Linked DNA regions of Danio rerio: region 1 is linked to region 2. The links are chromatin contacts, called in public Micro-C maps. All regions are on one chromosome and are shown on one strand. The core of a region is the stretch at or near the end of the contact, and the rest is flanking DNA. Distances in the headings are between cores, read along the strand shown.

Region 1 (4,143 bases), core at 336-2,835, 90 kb after region 2:
TTGTTCTGATTTGTTTTTTATGCACACTGTGAAACGGAGTCTTTTGGTGTGTTTGATCAAACTCTCAATTGGATTTTCCATCATGTGGTGGTGTTGGGTCGAAATGAATTAAATATATTTAGGAATGGTCAAACAGAATTAATGTCGTAAATGAAAAATGTTTTCGGCATTTCGGCGTGCATGAGAAACTGCTAGTTCATAAAAAAATATATAATTTCAGTTTAACAATTTCAGCGTTTAGTGATTGACAATTGTTTATTTGCGGTGGTGAATTACATTATGGGATGTTGATCTCCGTTCTGTGGACTTTTGATGTTGAAATTCAACTACAGTTTTACAAAGTGACATTTATTGACATTTTAGTATTATTAGATTTTTGTGGCGTAATATACAACACCAGCCAAGACAATATATCACTTTAAACGGTTAAAAATTATATCAAGTCACTTTTTCGAACTTTTAAAGTTCAAAAGTTGTTGAAAGAAAGATTCTTTTAAAAAAAGCCGATTGTTTTGGATGGCGGAATCCAGGGCTGTTGCTGGGCGCTGCTGTTGCAATGAACGTTCTATTGAGTGTCGCCTCCTGGTTATTCTAACCTTTTTTGTGTAGGCCTAGGCTTCGAGGAGCGATTTGAAATGATGGCTGTTTCTCAATATGCGGTCTTGTGTCCTCGTATAATGTCATCATCAGCTGCCAAAGTTTGGTTTTAATACTCAAGACCGCAAGAACAGAGGACGCGTGAAACTTCCTGGATGTGTTCTTGATATCGAGGACGCACCGATGCAGACTTGAGCACCGAACTCGCTCTAGAAGTCCCAGAAGTCATTGCGACTGAAGCGCAGCATTTTATCTAGATGTATTATTAAAGTTCAGAGATAAGTTTTATTTAACTCAGGAGTTTTCCTAAATGAAACTAGGAATATTAACATTACCATGGACATCTTAATAAAGGAATTGAACATTAAACACAATTAAACACATTAAGGGTGATTGTTTGCTGAAATGCGTATTAAAATTGTATTTGTATTGTGCAACGTATATTTGTCTTTATGCATAGTGTATATATATATATATATATTGAAAAGGGGAAATTGTTAAATTGTTGTAAGAATGCTGTAATATTCAAATTATTTACCATTAAAAACGCGTGAAGGTCATGTGACCATCAGGCAGAACGCAGCATCTAATTTCTCACAGGTTGCGTTCTCTACCCTCGCAGGCTCCCGAATTCGTTCTTCTGAGGACACCTGGCAAGACACAAGTCTGTTCTCTGCGTTCTTGGCATTGAGAAACCACCGTATTGTTTGTTTATTCGATACCACGCATGCGCAGTAGTTTTTCGTTCGTCGTTTTAGTGTTGACGAAAGAAGTTTTTATAAAATGCGGCCGTGAATCGAAGTGTTTTTAAAGCGAAATGCATCCAGATTGTTGTAATTATAGCCTCTATTTCTAGACTGATTGCTTTTTGAGTTGTGTGACTGTCATTTATACGTTTAATCATGTCGTGATGATCCAAAACAAACTTAAATGTCAAGCAGCTTTATTATAGTATCATGATGGCAAGAGGAGAGGAGTGTGTGTGGGTGAAGATAAGAGCTGAAAGACACACACACACGCACATCTGCATGTCATGAATGACTAACTCAAGCTGTCTGCTTTCATTAACGTTAAACCTCCACATCAAAATATAGGACAGTCTGTTCAAAATCATCATTTCTCACAGCACAGTAGCTCAGCTAGAGGAACAACTCATGGCTTATATTTATGCGGTCAAAAGTAAATTAATTGGAGATATTTTAATTTAATCAGATAGTACCTTTTAATTCAATCAGCCATTTTGAAGGTTTCAATATTTCTATAGGCCTACAACTGTTAAAAATGTGAATTTACCATCATCAGTGGTCAAAAACATTGAAAGGGGATCTATTATGCAGAAATGTCACTTGTTTAAAGGGTTTAAACACAATTGTGTGGCAGCAGTGTGGGAATATAACCAGCTTCTAATGTTAAATTTAATTAATTCTATTTTTAATTATCAGACTTGTCAGCAGAAACACTTTTATTGACGTTCTCTCTTTGTATGTGTCTTCAGAGGGGCAAAGCCCCGCCCACTAGTGCCCATATCTCCCTCATTAGCATATGGAGTCTTGTTTTTGAATCTGCCACTATGCTGACACACAGGCATTTGTAGCTCCGCCTTCTTCTGAAAAGATCTCATTTCGATTTAAAGCGACAGTCACCAAAACTCCACAATTAGGATCAAAGCATAAGGGTCAGAGTTGGAAAATATTATTGGTGTGGTATTTTGAATTGAAACTTCACACACTCTAAGGACATTCAAGAGTCTTTTAAAAACATCTTGTCCCCTTTAAAATAATGCAGTTTGGGAAATATCTACTCTGTCCATTAATACAATAGTTACAAAAGTCTTTGAAAATACTTTAAGTATTTGATTCAGGCATCATGTTATTAGCTACAGTATGCTGAATTAAATCTGCTATCTTTTGGTCACTTTTATTTTACATGCTTGGTTATATAATTTAACTATTTTATTTATTTATTTAATTTAACTTTATATGTTTTGTTTAGTTTTTGGTAAATTATTACATTTTATTTTTGTATTTGTCAGGTGATTGATGGCCATAAAATTAATTCATTTTGACTGATAATGCAATGTGATTTTGTCTGACCATTGTGTTTATTCCTGTAATTATATAAAGAAAACTACTGATATTTTAATATATTTTCATAAATCCTGTTTATGAATCATATTTATTTTAAATTGCTAAATGGAAAAAAAATGCACCAAACTAAATCAAAATATTATTTGAAAAATTTTACAGATGTTATATGAATAAATGTTAGTGGTGTATTTTAATAGTATTCTTTTCTAAACACAATTTACAAGGTGATATTTAATATTTGGTTTTAAATGACTATAATAAATAATAATAATAATAATTATTATTATTATTTTTATTATTGTTATTATTATTTTTTAATCATTATTATTATATTATCATCATAATAATTATAATAAAAATAATTATTATTAAAAACATGATTTTTATAATAATAATAATAATTACTTGAACTTCTATGTTAAGCTGTTTTGACACAATCTACATTGAAAAGGTGCTAAAGAAATAAACATGAATTAAATTGAATGATATACTTTAAAACAGTAAAATAAACATTATTAATATTATTTTTATTGTTTATTCTACTGTTTTATTTGTTAATATAACTTCTTTTATTGGAATTTTTTGACGTCACTGGTCAATGGCAGGTGGAAGTGGAAGTATTTTAGGTTTCAGAATCAGTGTGTTTCTGCCATCTAGTGGTGGAAGGTGGGAACGTTCACCTAAAGCAGATGAAACACATTTACAGTGAGATGCCCCCGTTTTTAATTTTCATCTCTTGCCAATAGAGGTCCCTAAATCTCACCTCATCACAGTTCTTATACTTATGTACCTATGCAAAACTATAAAGCAGTTTTTTTGGTCCAAAATGTAATAATTATATTAATTAATTATATATATTTTTCCCAACACATTTCTAAACATAAATTTTAACTAATTTGTAGTAACTTTTTTTTAATCTTTGCCATGATGCCAGTGCATGTGTGTGTGTGTGTGTGTGTGTATATATATATATATATATATATATATATATATATATATATATATATATATATATATATATATATATATATAAACTACCTGACAAAAGTCTTGTCGCTTCTATAAGTTTTAGGAGCAACAAATTATAACTTGACTTCTTTTAGTTGATCATTTGGTATCAGAAGTGGCTTATATAAAAGGAAAAGGCCTCTAGATGACACTTATTTGACCACAATAAAACCTAAACATGTCTTGATTTTTATTGATTTCATCAGGACAGTAAGGTCTGACTCTGCTTAGACTAAAGTCTTGTGACTGAACAGAAATAATGTCCAGTATAGAATATAAAGTCCTGCTGCAGTGGAGACAAAGTGAATATTGTGTCTGACTCCATCATGAGCTTGGAGGACTGCATCCATACATCTCTGACATGACTCAAATCACTGATTAATAAAGTCATCTGGAATGACAAAGAAAGCGTTCCTGCAGGACTCCCAAAGTTCATCAAGAGTCTTTGTGT
Region 2 (4,671 bases), core at 431-2,930:
TTCACTTTATATATATATATATATATATATATATATATATATATATATATATATATATATATATATATATATATATATATATATATATTTATATTTGTGTCTGTAGTAGGCATGGGACGATAACTGTTTTCAAAATATACTGCGGTTTGGAAAAGTCAAGGTTTTAAAACCGCCAACATTTTCTGTAATACTGTTCATAAGGTATGTGTAGGATTTTTACTAACATTTTTTTAGGACAACACTATCTCCAGCAAAAAAAAAAATGTCCAAGGATGTCGTTTTAAATTGTAAAGAAATCTGTGTTTTTAAAACAGCAGAAGTCAATGATTTCTTTTAATTATTTAGCCTGACTTGTTTACTGCTTCAAAATATTATAAATCTTTCAGAAAATAAAATATATCGTTTTCAAAGGGGAAACAAGTTTTAGTTTTTTACCCAGACATTTAAAAATAATATATTTTAGGGCAGTAATCAAATACCGTGATACTGTGATACTTTTATCCAAGGTTATTCTACCGTCAAAATCTTAAAGTACATTTCTTTAGGGGATGTGAGCTTTTCATGCACTAAGTCAGAAACATTCCAGTTTCTTAAATAGGCATTTAAACGTGCATTAAAATGTCCAATGTGCTACAATACATATCTTTAAACATTCATTCATTCATTTATTTTCCTATCGGCTTAGTCTCTTTATTAATCTGGGGCCGCCACAGCGGAATAAACTTATCCAGCACATGTTTTATGCAGCGGATGGCGTTCCAGCTGCAACCTATTACTGGAAAACACACACACACACTCATTAACACACATAGATAATGGACAAATCAGCCTACACAATTCACCTATAGTGCATGTCTTTGGACTTGTGGGGAAAACCGGAGCACTTGGAGGAAACTCAGAGCAATCGTGCTGCCCTATCTTTAAACATTGTACTAAAAATTCATCTTTTTAAATTTCAATATTTTATTTAAACCAATAAATAAAAGATTACTGTGTGGAAATGTACAGAAATTAGTGCATGATTAAATAAATAACTCATATTCAAACTGCTTTTTAGAAATGTCTTTCTGTAACCATGTTGACCTGCTGTATCTTACTTTTTTATAATTTGGAAAGTATAAAGACATTAAAAAGCGCCATGAAATGACATCAGATGGTAGCCTATATCATGAACAGACATTAATTGTGCACACAATTGCATGGAACTATAATGGCATAACAGTTACTATGTAAATGTCGTGATATATACATTCAGTGCCTTGGATAAAGACGACAGGTCAGTTTTATGTACATACCATCGTTGTGTTATAACACACATACAGTTACAGTACTTTTGAGAGCAGTGACGTCACATAACGTTACTGACTGTCGGTGTCGCAGCTACAAAATTCAGCATAACAACAGACGGATGTTTACACGTAAGCTACATGCATATATCAAATGGAAAATGAAAACTGGCCGTTGTAAATCGTTTCAGACTATAGTTAAGGTACAGTAACGAGCTGTCAAAACATCACCTGCTAGAGTCCAGTAGTCAGTCACCGGTCAAACAAGCTAACGGTAACGCGTTACCAAAACACGGCTGGTTTAAAGCCATACTGTCCTCTATAGGTGTGTGTCACTAATATCTTACCGTGTTATGATCACAGGGAATGCTTCTAGATGTCAGTTTTAACGGAATCTGAGATCAGCTTTTCGCCGTTTTAATAAACTTTGCTCCATCTCAACCGGGTGACCAAAGGTCCGCCACCAGCACAGGCTCCATGTCGGAGTGACGTATCTGCGCGACCCCGTCACGTGACGACGCGCGCGTCTATCTGGATTATTCAATGCTTCTTTATACAAAGGTGTGCACTGCGCGGTATTTTACTAATATAAAGAGCGAAAGACTAGATATGTGTGTCTATACGTCAAGGTGAGCCAGTAATAGATTTCTTAAGATTATTTATAGGCTTGTTCTTTCACGAGATGGCGCTGTTTGACAGGGAAAGTAGTACAATCATCCATGGTGTTCACTGAAAGATCTTGATAGACATGGCATAGTTGTGGTTTCTATTTGAATGTTCATGTCTCAAATAGTGTTTAATTCATGTAAGTGTTTACAGTGTATTTAACTTAATGAAAATATGGATTCATTACTGTATATAAAATCAACAAAGGCAAAACTGTAAAAAAACCAAAAAGGTTGTGCACCATAAAATATTTAGTCATTTTTTGAGTTGACTTTATTCTATTATCTCAAAAGGTGTGATAGTTTAATTGACTTTTATCATTTTTACATTAAAAGTATTTTTTAAATTATTAAAAAATAAATTAAATAAACCAGGTTGTTTTTTCTGAACATGTTGGTCCTTATTTTATAGTATAATTTAATATGGTTGAATTGTTTAATTTATTCGTATGGTTAATTAATTTATTTTTAATTAAGAAGTTAAGCTTTGTGCAACATAAAGGGCACATATTTATGTCTGGCTGACATATTTTGGCTTAAACTATAACAGGAGCAAAGAATTTATTTGGTTTGAAACCGAATGTTTTATGAATGTCAAATGTCAAACTAACTTTACCGCGGTATCTTAACAGATTTATTTATTTATGCAAGTCCTTGTAAAAACATTAAACACTTAGGAACTCAGCTGTCACTGCATTTTTGCATATTTATTTGTGCATGGTTTTAGTACCATGACATTATTTCTAAATAATATTAATATACTGTGTTAAGGTATTTATTTATTTATTTATTTATTTATTTATCTGTGCAAGTGCTTATTCATTTATTCATCTATTTCTTTTCTTTTCGGCTTAGTCCCTTTATTAATCCAGGGTTGCCACAGTGGAATGAATTGCTAACTTTTCCAGCATATGTTTTACGCAGTGAATGCCCTTCCAGCTGCAACCGGTCACTGGGAAACATCCATACACACTCATTTACACAGATACACTACGGTCAATTTAGCCTACCCAATTCACATGTACAGCATGTCTTTTGACTGCTTTGGAGCACCTGGAGAAAACCCACGCGAATGCGGGGAGAACATGCAAACTCCACACAAAAATGCCAGCTGACCCAGCCGAGGCTCGAACCTACTGCACCACTGCGTCGCCAATAATAATAATATGGTATGCTAAGTTAAATTTATTTATTTATTTATTTTAATTTGGTTAGTTAGACGGTTAATCGGTCACATCTATAGTCGTAAATAGTATAAACTATAGTCATGTGGTCATAAATAGCATATATCATCTTAATATAGAGTATACAGGGTGGAAATGTAGTACATAGAAAACATAAAACTTGTGAGAAAAAGTGTCGATAGTTGCAATAAATTACATAACATGAAAATAAATGTCAGATTATGCAATGGTAATAGCCTATTAGAATATATTATTCATTAATTCATTCTTTCATTTATTAGTTCATTCATTAATTCACTGTCATTTTACAATATAATAAAACAATAATCAAAGAATATGAATAAATAGATTATAAATAAAGATGTTTGTTCTAGCAAAGGCGAGTCAGAGGAGTGTTGTCCATTGAACTACTGCTGGACCAATCAGCATCCGAGGAGGTGGACAAACAGAGCGCGAGAACTTCCTATATCTGAGTCTGATTCATCTATGCGACTCGGTTCGATTCGGATTCGAATTGTAAGGCTGACCAAATGCTGACCAAACTCACGGCACAGATGATAATGGTAATATTCCCAATTGATAAAGGTAATTCTTAAACATCCATGAAAAATGTGAATGTTATTTTATTAGCCTAAATACAGTGTTATATTATTTTAAACCATTCTACATTACTGTATATAGTATTTACAACTCACAACGGTTTCGATCCAAAACAATAGTGTCCTTGTATATAGACTAGCCTAGCCTATATATAGCCTATTTTATTACATTTTTTTATGATTATTCCTTTTTATTCTGTGTTTGTCCCTGTCTCTTTCACTGTAGAAACCTATGCTATGTCATGAAAACAAATTCCTTGTATGCTACTCATTTATTAATTAAAAAATAATATTAATTCATATTTATTTATTAGTTATACGTGTGAAATAACACTTAGCCTGCTTTATAACACGTCCAAATGAACAGAATATAGACAATATTTATAATTATTAATACATGAACTTCATGTACAATGCCAGGGCTGTACATAAAAAAGACATGACGAGTTATACATAGACTCAATAAGTAAGTCAATACAGTCAATACGCACTAATCAACTAATTAGTGAATATACTTAGTGAATATAATCAAATAGTTTGATGACATAAGCTTTATTTCCAACTTCATAAATAGTTCAAAAGCTCAAACGTACATATTCATGCACTAAAAATATTGACTGCACTTTATCGTTTATAAGACACATTCGAATCGGTTCGTCCGAGTCATTCAAAGGAATCGGTTGAATCAAAAGTGCGACTCGTTGTCGTTCACTAGTATTCCTCAGCATCATCATCGTCTGTATCATTCGCCCAGAAGACCATCGCCGGACTGCCTTTCGCAAACCAGCTCCAATCCCGAGGATCTGCACATTTATCTGTGTCCTCCACTGTTCATTCTTCTGTCTGAATTCCCGAATTTCAGCTCGTTAAAGATGTTGGCGTGCGCTGAAATGATCACGATGTGTCTCCAGTCGGCGAAGCGCGAGCACCTTCGCTC

The links. Hi-C and Micro-C count contacts between places; a contact is called where the count stands out from the background.
Region 1: a Micro-C map of caudal fin shows a contact between it and region 2, with 4 times the contacts expected there. The contact joins the enhancer-like site here to the promoter of itcha in region 2. A contact is called at or near these places in 3 of 18 Hi-C or Micro-C datasets (caudal fin, embryo and an unstated tissue) and 1 of 4 datasets of contacts at active chromatin or transcription factors (embryo).

Annotation. Positions count from the first base shown.
Region 1 is chr6:60,334,621-60,338,763 of GRCz12tu, forward strand. No RefSeq gene overlaps it. Among named protein-coding and RNA genes, the nearest start is that of necab3, 88 kb to the left of the region's middle. Within about 2 kb of position 1,586, at least 6 of the 62 cell types and tissues checked have an H3K27ac peak or open chromatin away from gene starts, as enhancers often do.
Region 2 is chr6:60,244,498-60,249,168 of GRCz12tu, forward strand. It overlaps itcha (itchy E3 ubiquitin protein ligase a), which reads right to left and starts at 1,681. Exons shown (of 24, transcript NM_001287095.1): 1 at 1,634-1,681. It overlaps necab3 (N-terminal EF-hand calcium binding protein 3), which reads left to right and starts at 4,448. Exons shown (of 13, transcript XM_005168786.6): 1 at 4,448-4,671. The coding sequence starts at 4,607.